Linked DNA regions of Mus musculus: all the other regions are linked to region 2. A link is a contact called in public HiChIP or PLAC-seq and promoter capture Hi-C data. All regions are on one chromosome and are shown on one strand. Each heading gives the region's core, a stretch centred on a gene start, on an enhancer-like site or on the middle of the called end of the contact. The rest is flanking DNA. Distances are from core to core; before and after follow the strand shown.

Region 1 (3,198 bases), core at 272-2,771, 640 kb after region 2:
TTTCGATATCAACTCCCATTAAGACCTTTTTTAAATACCCTTTACCTTCTAAGATGTCTTTTTGTTTTTTATCAATATCATTTTCAGGCACTACAGAAAAGTCATCCCCTGTGCAAGAACTTCCCATAGAACTCATGAGGAGAAGCGTGTGTGCTCCTCTGTGCTTTTCCTTCCTGCCTGAAATGATTGTGTATGTGTTAGCTCATATCTGCTACCACAGTTCTCCTTTCTCTTCTATACATATTACTCTTACCTATTCTGGAAACTTCTTCCACATCTGTGACCAATCCAGCTGACTCCCTGCAGTGTTTACTGTCTGCACAACTCATCTGTACTGTATATTCCTTCTATTGCTACTTCCATTTTACTTAGCAATGGGGTCTTATCCTCCAATGGAGGATACAGTACACTCTGCTACTGTAACAGACACTGATACCATTGGATAGTGAGCTGGGAATATATTAAAAAAAAATAAGATGCAGTCTCTTATCCTTATGGGTTATAGAGTGGGGGCGGGTCTGAAAATGAAGAGTATGACATCATCAGGAGTATCTTGACATGTACCGGGGCTCACTGTCATCCCACTGTTAGGTGTGATCTGACATCATTTACATTGTCATGCCAGGAAGTTTGGGGGTTACATCAGCTGAATCAAATCAGATCGCACAGACACTTAGCCAGTTTTAACCAGTTCTTCTGTGTGTGCAGTAGTGCAATGAGCCTGTGTTCCAGACACAGTGTGGCTGAGTGGGCTGCAGACAGAGGATCAAGATGGAAGGAAGGTTTGAGACAGTGAGGACTTATCTAGAACAAGCTGCCTGAGCTCTGGAGCCCTGACCAGTAGCATGCAGTGTGTCTCAGCACCATCTATAACAAGGGTGAAGTTTAGCAGAAGCGCACTGCACATAGCAGCCTCTTGATGGAAATCTGTCTATTGTCTGTGATATGAATCATGGAAGTCACAGTCCTTTGAGTCACATTATCTGTGTGTCTCTGTATAATTGGTGAAAGTAGTCCATTGGAAATCAGATTTAAATGTAGCTTCCTCTAGAGTCATAAGTGTATTTCCTGACCTTGTACATAAGATTCGACTCCTCTGAATCATAATTTCAACGAGGCAGTAATACGGTAGCAGCAGAGCTCTGACTAAGTTAGATATGTTTAATATTCATGTCCAAAGAGTGACAATCTCATTCACACGGCTGGGGAAATGATAGCTGAGTTTGTCACTGACAGCTATAATCTTTGTTAGCATGCCCAAACACAAATGTATTGGGATATTTTCTATGTACTTCCTCAAGCACTGTTATAACACAGCACTGATGACGGCACCAGGCAATACTCCAAGCGACAGTTACAGGACCAGTGTCCTGACATCCCCAAATCCTCTCACAAACACTGCACTTTCTCATGCATACATAACAAGAGTTCATCCAAGAATGCTTCAGCCACATTGAGAAGAATCAGTACTCTATTTCCAACCAAGTGCGGCATACCTTCAATCCAATCAAATATAGAGACTCAGATTGTCATGTTTACCCCCCTTAATCCACAAAGTCAAACAAAATACCAAGACTGCCTTCACTCCCTGCCTGCCTTTCAGCTGGCAATTTAAAAGCCATCTGCATAGCAACAATTCTAATGAACTGTTCCAAAACAAATGTGATTTTAATTGCACCTTCTAAAAGAAATACTATGTAAGTAGCTATGTTAAGAACTGTCCATTTGATGGGATGTTTCCCATTTAAGCCAAAATTCCTTTCTCTGCGGTTACATTTTTAAGACTCTGCCTTCACGCGATTGATATTTGTTATTCTTTACATATAGATGGGTTGGCATAATTCCCATTTCGAGTAACATATTTTCCTGATATTATCCAATCCAATTTTTTTCACAATGCCTCTCATGAGACTTTGAGTCACCCTCAAGGTATTTTGCAACACATTATACAACTTGTCTTGAAGCCTTAACTTGCAAGTGGGTGGAGCTCATGACATCCCCAGATCCAAGCTGAGGAGCTATTCACAGTTAAGAAAAGTGAATCTTCTCTGGAGGTATGCCCCAGGAAAAGCTGTCCATGTGCCCATGGATGGCCCCATACTCATATGCACATGGGCCACACTCATCAGACTCAGTTGGTAAGAGGGGAGAAGGAAGGGGGGACATGAAGGTGAGTGGGGGTTGGGGGTGGGAGATATGTTATAGGCAATCCAGGGGGAGAGGGCAAGAAGAGAATGCAGTACATATGATTAAGATAGACACATAAATAGACAGACAGACAGATGAACATGGCTGGCAAAGAATAAACAAATATATTTTAAAAAAAAAATAAGCACCAAGCCTTAGCAATAAACTTCCAATGTTAATATTTAGAATTTGGCGTTCTTTAGTCAACTGGTGTTCTTACAAAGGAATTCTTTTGTAAACCACATTCCTTTGTCCTGTGGTACCTCTCTGTGCTCTCCTCATTCTGATTCATAAAAATTCCATCCTAGTACAGAGGAGTATATCATTAGAACAACTTTCAGAATTATTAGGGCCCCAAAAGCAAGTTCCCTTGAATGAGCTTATCCAGGCCCACTTACCCAGTTAGGCCTCTTTTCACTCCTGGACACCTAGTTTTGGAAATTTGTGTATTTGCGATACTGTATCATTTTACAAGTATTGTTAAGAAACTTGTGAATCTTATTATTAAGGAATCAAGATGCGTAAGACCTCAAGGACAAGGATATAGGAGGCACGTGCTACCGTGCACAGGCCAGATGGACTCCCCTGTCGACATAGGAAGAAGATCAGTCACCAGTGGAGTCCTCACATAGGTCTCTCGGAATACAACCCCCCCCCCATGACCAGGCGATAGCAGGATGGTGCTAATTTGTGCGTATTTCTGATTTGAAGCATTTGAGATCCTTTCATGATCCATCTATTCCACCTGTGATTTGTCTAGATTTTCAGAGAAGATGCACACACTACAGTTCCTTCTTCATTTGGTATTATTGTTCTTCCTTAATGCAGAATCCAGTTCCACAGACACTTTCTCCTATTAGCCTTAGAGACACCTGAAGGACCAGACCTGATGGAACCAGTTGGGGCTTCCCAGTTGGCGTTTCAGCTATATTTTTAATTCTAATGACTGGAACCCCTAGAGCGCCACTGTGGGTGTCTAGAGTATAAGACTTAGACTTTTCTTCACCTGAT
Region 2 (3,125 bases), core at 58-2,557:
CAGAGGGCAACGACATACCCTTACCATCCTTTACACCAGGATGGCTTTTATCCAGCAAAATTGAATCTGTGTCAGTCCTACTTAGGCATAGCTGTAGGATTTTCATTCACCAATGAATTTATATTAGTGTATAATTTATAGTGTTGATGGTCAGCCTCTCTACAAGAGCTTCATGTGGGTATTTATTCTCAAAGATGAGAAACTCAGAAAGAAAAGGAACCGTGGTTTCATTATTCTGTGTGCTCTTTAACACCCAGCCAAGGACAGGGCAACACGAACTGAGCTGAATTCCATTGAGCATAATAAATAGCAATTTCTCTGTCTCTGCGATCAAAAAAGAGATAGGTCCTGTTCTTTGTTACTTAGTTTAAGGTTCCAATGACTCCTTCTTTAATTCTATTTGGCAATGAAAGCCTCATTCGGTAGCACATATTTATGTCATCAGATACAATATACATCATCAAGAGCAATTGTCCTCAACGACACCTTAGAATAATCACATTATGATATTATCAAATAAGTTCCATACTTTCAAACAATGGGTATAAATCTGGGAAAGAATTTCTCATTAAAATAAATGAAGGCAAAAATTAGTCCATGCTCTGAACACAGGAAGTTCACATCTTTTATTTTCCTCGATAGACAGCAAAATCCCACCTCACCAACACCTCACTAGTACACTCTCTTAACTACTACTCCCCATTAACTGATGGAACACACAGGCATCGACCTGTTTGGGAAGAAAGAAAAAAAAACAGCAAAGACAGATAAATATCTGTTTCTTTCTAATACATTAGTTAGCATCAAAGAAAGAAATAAACAATCTGAACAATTCTCCATGACTATATATTTAGTACAAAGTACATTTATTCTAACATTTCCCCACCTGGAAACACGGGGCATAAGTATCTTCTGCAATCAACAAGCCTTCTTCCCAATGTGCCCTGTCACCTTTGTAGCAACCTGGCACCTGCTGACATGGGACCTAGGGGTGGTGGTGGTGGTGATTGCAAAGGTTGTGGTGTAGAAATTGCAGACCGAGAACTGGGCTCCGGGGTCGGACATGGAGAGATGCAGAAAAGAGCTGAGAGAGAAAGCTGTCATATTTGCACCGAAGAACCGCCAAATCAGAGCGCAGAGAAGATTTCATTGGCGGAGCCCCCTTCAACGGCAACTAATCCTGTCAGAACGAAAGAAAATTGTAAATGCTCTCTCCAGAAACTGTCCGCCCATTGCAGCTAATCGAACACAAACGCACAAATAGAGGCACCACTCTCGCTCTGCTGCTACACACAGCGGGTGAGGGCGAGGAGACCAGTTCCCGGGAGCAGGCACGCGGGGGCACAGACACACTCATTCGCACACACGCACACACGCACACGCCAGCCTGCGGGCTTGGCCAGAGCCCTGAAGTCGCAGATCCCACTTGGAAATCGCCAGAGGCACTGGGAGAAGTGGAGGAGCGCAGCTCCCAGACACTAATTACTACTTCCCCGGCACTAGGGTGAAGAAATGAAGCCCGCCCAGCTCTTCTCCACACCCAGGTCTCCTTTCTGTTTCGGTGTTAACTGTCATCTTCCTGAAAGCCAGGTTTGAAAGTCTTATTTGCCTGTGTTTTGGGGGTGTGATGCTCAAGGCGGCAGACAGATGTAATTTAACTCCAGTCCGAATTGTCTAATTGGGGTCCCAGATTAGCCGAGTGATACGACCCATGTGAAATGCCCCGCAGCCTTCTCTGAGCCTTGGGGTCCGCAGTCTCCCCGCCTCCCTTGCCCCACCCGTCTAAGTGCGGTGGCGACAACTAATCTTTCGCTTTTCTCTCGCAAGATCCAGGGAGAAGGCAAGCGGGCAACCAGCTGAGGACTCCGAGCTGTGCCGCTCGCTCCCAAACCGGTCCAACCTGAGCCCGCCAAAGGCTCCTCGCTCCAGCCAGACTCCACCAGATCGCAGCCCCGGGCGACTAAGTCAGTGACAGGTAAAGACTCTGCTATACCATGGTTCTCTAATTGTCCATATCAAGGGCCCTGGTACCTCGCAGCTCCTCCCCATCACCCGACCCTGGCCGCAGAGGGTCTGGGTTTGCAAGAATTGTTTGGTGGTCCCTGACACGTGCAGGTTTTCCAATGGAAACTTTGGCATCTGGGGCTTGCTGGAGAGGACACGTACCTTGGCGGGTCTGAAAGAAGGAGGGGTTTCAAAGCTGGGGCGGGGGAAACCATTGGGATAGCTAAGTCCAGTGGAATGTGGCAAAAAGCAGCCTGTGAGCGCCGATACTCCAGTATGGCTGTCTTTGAGCTTGGCACCCCCTCACCCTCGCTACCACACTCTGGTCCTCTTCATCCCCCCGCCCCCCAACTCCAGATGCTGCCGTGGGAAAGGCAAGTAGAGCTCAGTCTCTCCTGCCGCTCACCCATCCCCCTTAAGCTCCCCTTATACCCTAGGGTCTGGGCACATTGCATTTAGGGTGGAGGCCCCTCTCGCCACCACTCCACGCTGTCCCCTGACTCCGCCTTGGGAGAGAGCCTTCTGGTGAGGACGACAGGTTTAGTGCTGTTGTTCCCGGACCTTGGCAGGGGAACAAGGTTGGGGAAGGTTTCCAGGAGGAGAGAGAAGGGAGTCCTCTGCAAGCCTATTTTCCTCCGCTGGCGCGCGCAAGGTTGATTGTCCACTGTGGCTGAGGAAAGGGACCCCAGTCCAGAGCTGATGAAGTCTCAGACGCTGCAGGAGCTTGGTCTCCCAACTCATGGTGGGTACTGGACCACTCTGCGGGTCTTAGATAGAGAATAGCGCAAATGACCTTTACTGTTGGCACCTGAGGAGCTAGGCTATCATCTCTAACTTGTGGCTCTGGGAGCGAGTGAGGTGCGGTCCAAACCTGGTTGCAGATAGAAAATACAGAAATTCCACCTGTGCGCTCCACCCTTCCATGTCCCTGGAGTGTCAGAAGCCTAGCAAGCAGGGAGACTTGCTTTGCAGAGCGCTCCAGGGTAAGAATTCACCCAAATTGACATCTGTGGGGGCAGGGGGGTACTCTGCCTCTGTTCTTCTACAATATATACATCCTCGTTTCTATCTCTGGTCCTTCTGTGCCCTTACGGCTCTCCTGGGCCTCCAAATAGTGCAAG
Region 3 (3,414 bases), core at 677-3,176, 790 kb before region 2:
ATTGGAAGAGGCTAGTTCCTCTAAAGTCAGCAGATCAGCAATCTTTTCCTTTCTCTATTAGGACTGTTTTAATCATTTAAAGCCCATGGAAAGCAATGGTGAGCTTTTAGTGGAGCTGGCTGCCTGTCTCCGAGGATGCGCTTTCTTTGGAGCCCATGACACCAGACGGCTGAAGTCAGACTTCCGGGGGCAGTGTTATGAAACAATATCCTAGAATTGCCACAAAATTTCCCTTATATTATCTTTTGGCTGCTGGTAGTTTCATTAAGAGAGAAACACATTTTTTTCCTTGGGATTTATTGCAGAACTAACAACACTCTGCCTTCTGAGTTTTGCAATTACTGAACTTCTGTTTATCCCCCCTCCCGCCCCATGAATGTGGGCAGGAGACGGAAGGTTATTAATTGCGATGACATTCATTTCTAATATATTTCGAGCCCAGGTGGTATGGCAAGCATGTGCTGTGTTTTAATCATTAGAACTTGTTTGTCTCATTGGGCACGCTGTTGTCTTGTGCCTCTGGGCATAGTGTATTTTTTTCTTTCTCAGTTCTATTTTCTATTTTTTATCATTAGTTCTTGGGTTGTATGAAAGGTGATACTTGCCCAAGGTGCAAAGATTTTCATACATATTTTAATCATATGAAAAACATTTTCTTCACTGATTTTTTTTTTTTTGAGAAAAGCATCACTTAGGCTAAGATTATTCTATAGCAGCATTTCTTTATTTCCTTAATTTCATTTGGGGCCATAGAGTATCTAATCCAAGCATTAAAATTTGCATCTGTAAGATACAAACATGCCTGGATACATGTTTAGGAGTTACTAGATGTCCTAGAGTTAGTTCATAATGCTAATCTAAGAAATATACCATTTGGACTTTCTTTTTCAATCATTAATTCAGCCAGCCTTTGGGCTTTGCAATGTAAAATGTCCCTCACAGACTCATCTGTCTGAAAACTTGGTCCATAGCTAGTGACACTGTTTTGAGAGATTGTGAAGTCTTAAGGAGGTGGGACCTAGAGAGAGGGAGTAGACCCGTAGGGGTAGAGAGGCTTGTCTTAAAGTTACATCTGCTTCCAGCCTAGTCTTCTTGTTTCTAGAGTCTCAGAAACATAAGAAAGCTTCACTCACAACCCTGCTGACACAGCCATGAGCCTCCATGCTCTCAATGTGTTGTTCTGCTGGGACAGACTGTCTACTCAAACCACAAAAAGGAACCAGAATACATCCTTTTCCCTTAAGTTGTTTCATGTCAGATATCAAAAAGAGTAACTAATGAACAAACCAAGCATTTTTAGTACACAGGACGCATTCAGTGTCAGCAAGAGCAAGGTTTAATTTCTCTCGGAGGCACAAAAATCCCTTTCCTTCCATTCTGAGATCAATCTGTTCTCAGTTACATAAAAGTCACCATGACTGGAGAGTGGCTGAGTGCTAGGAACTGTACAGAGCCTTCCAGAGAATTCCAGCAAAGACCTGCAAAGGAGCATGAAGCCCATTTGCATGTGCTACAGCGCTAAATGCTAAACAAAGGCTCACTTAGTCTCAGCCACGAGGACTTTCCCTGCATACTATGGATACATGCTGGCAGATGCTGGCGTGCTTCTGTGAAGCGTGGGCCTCCTTGCTCGCGGGGCTGTGTCTTTGTGGAGACATAACCCAACTCATTGTGAGAAACCAGTGTGAAGAGGAGAACCTCTGATTAGTTATTTTCGTTTAGAGGGCTGTGCTTTGTCTTATTGCTTTCTGATTTGGCCCACAATTATTAGATAGGCGATCGTCTGAGAAAGTGCTATAAATTACTGCTATAAAGGACTTCTTTACACACAGCTCCTCTTTTATTATGAAGCAACACTTCCATAGCTATTTCTGCCTGTATTTATTCTCTGCCACATTTCTAGTAATTTTTCCCCCTTATTGGCAGGGCTTACATAATCACATACTAACACCTACAGGAATGAATCACAGCTCATCTTGCAGATTTATGGCGTGCCTACAGAAAAAAAAAAGTGCCTCATGATGCAAACTTTAAGGCTTAAATTATCTCTAAAAGCCCCACAACAGGCAATAGGCAAGTAAACAGCGTGATTTAGAGATCACAATTAAAAGCGAATCTGTTTAAGCTCATCTCTCCTTTATTTAAACATCAAGACAAGAAGGACCAAGGAATGCTATTAATAACCGATATGTCGTTTGTTCATGACACAGTTGAAGCTGAATGCTTCCACTGGTATCTCTCTCTCTCTCTCTCTCTCTCTCTCTCTCTCTCTCTCTCTCTCTCTCTTGTACTGCAACTAGCACTAAGACCATGGGTTATGGATTCTAGACAGAGTTTTCCAGAGCCCACACTTGTGCTTCTCAATCATTTCCATTTGCTACTGTCTCTGGTTGTGTCTGTGGTTGTGTCCTTTGTCCTACCAACATTCCCAGCCTCTTTACCATTCATTAACACCTCCACAAGTCTCCCCTTTTACTTTCTTGTTTTTCTTAATCCTCCCCCAGACCTTCTCTCCCTAAGCTCAATCTCTCTTTGAATGTCTTTGTTCCAGTGCCTCCCTTTCTGCCTTCTATCTATGTTTTCCCACAATTCTGTTTCTTTTGTTCTTGCATCTGCCAGTCTCCCTCACATTTGGGGCATTACTCTATGTCCAGCACTCAGTTAAGGGGTGGGGATTATAAAGATGGCGAGGGAGCTACATATGGTGTCCAAGGTTTGTGGTCTAATGGGGTAGAGAGTGACAGAAAGGAAAAGACAGGAAAAAATAAGGATAGAAATTGAGGGAAGAAGAAAAATTTTATGTGCTCAAATTGCCTAAAGCAGTATGCAGACACAGAACTCAGGGGATTCTGTGGAGGAAGTGAGGGACGATTGTAGGAGCCAGAGGGTCAAGGGCAGCACAAGGAAGCCTACAGAATCAACCAACCTGGTCTCATAGGGCCTCACAGAGTCTGAACTGGGGAGCTTGCATGGGACTGACCCAGGTCCTCTGCACACATGTTACAGTTGTGTAGCTTGGTCTTCTTGTGGGACTCCTAGCAGTGGGATTAGGGGCTGTCTCTGACTCTTTTGCCTGATTTAGGGACCTTTTACTCAGACTGGGTTCAGCCTCAATACAAGGGGAGGTGTCTAGTCTTTTATGGTATGCCATGGTTGTTTGGTATCCATGGGAAGTCTTCCCTTTACTGAAGTGGGTAGGAGAGGGGTAATGGGGGGAGGGACTAGGGGGATAGGAGGGAGGGGAAAGATTTAAGAGGGGATCTCACCCTCTCTCTTGGCCTCCATGAGCACAACACTCATGTGTTCACACTCCTACTCCATGCAGTGTAACTTAGAAAGTAAGAAAAAATTCACAAAAAAGTTATTTATCTGTGTTTGAAAAGAACAGGGTTATAAAATAAGATTTAAATCATG

Evidence for each region. Promoter capture Hi-C pulls out the DNA fragments that hold promoters and counts their contacts. HiChIP or PLAC-seq counts read pairs in DNA pulled down with a chosen protein or histone mark.
Region 1: a contact with region 2 is called in an H3K4me3 HiChIP or PLAC-seq map of forebrain, with 4 times the contacts expected there. The contact joins the enhancer-like site here to the promoter of Chrm2 in region 2. A contact is called at or near these places in 7 of 39 promoter capture datasets (3T3-L1-derived adipocytes, cranial neural crest, embryonic stem cells and 4 more), 3 of 484 Hi-C or Micro-C datasets (cardiomyocytes and embryonic stem cells) and 4 of 115 datasets of contacts at active chromatin or transcription factors (astrocytes, embryonic forebrain, embryonic hindbrain and 1 more).
Region 3: a contact with region 2 is called in a promoter capture Hi-C map of hippocampal neurons, with 5 times the contacts expected there. The contact joins the enhancer-like site here to the promoter of Chrm2 in region 2. A contact is called at or near these places in 9 of 39 promoter capture datasets (the 3T3-L1 cell line, cranial neural crest, embryonic stem cells and 5 more), 4 of 484 Hi-C or Micro-C datasets (cerebral cortex and cortical neurons) and 1 of 115 datasets of contacts at active chromatin or transcription factors (neural tube).

What each region holds. Positions count from the first base shown.
Region 1 is chr6:37,025,195-37,028,392 of GRCm38.p6, forward strand. The region is part of intron 15 of Dgki (diacylglycerol kinase, iota); the gene reads right to left. Among named protein-coding and RNA genes, the nearest start is that of Gm52857, 120 kb to the left of the region's middle. Within about 2 kb of position 1,522, at least 22 of the 459 cell types and tissues checked have an H3K27ac peak or open chromatin away from gene starts, as enhancers often do. A contact at or near this core is called in forebrain, where this site is marked.
Region 2 is chr6:36,386,777-36,389,901 of GRCm38.p6, forward strand. It overlaps Chrm2 (cholinergic receptor, muscarinic 2, cardiac), which reads left to right and starts at 1,308. Exons shown (of 3, transcript NM_203491.3): 1 at 1,308-1,590; 2 at 1,828-1,975. It overlaps 9330158H04Rik (RIKEN cDNA 9330158H04 gene), which reads right to left and starts at 1,458. Exons shown (of 6, transcript NR_015589.1): 1 at 1,380-1,458; 2 at 887-1,180.
Region 3 is chr6:35,597,050-35,600,463 of GRCm38.p6, forward strand. No RefSeq gene overlaps it. Among named protein-coding and RNA genes, the nearest start is that of Mtpn, 59 kb to the left of the region's middle. Within about 2 kb of position 1,927, at least 25 of the 459 cell types and tissues checked have an H3K27ac peak or open chromatin away from gene starts, as enhancers often do. A contact at or near this core is called in cerebral cortex, cortical neurons and hippocampal neurons, where this site is marked.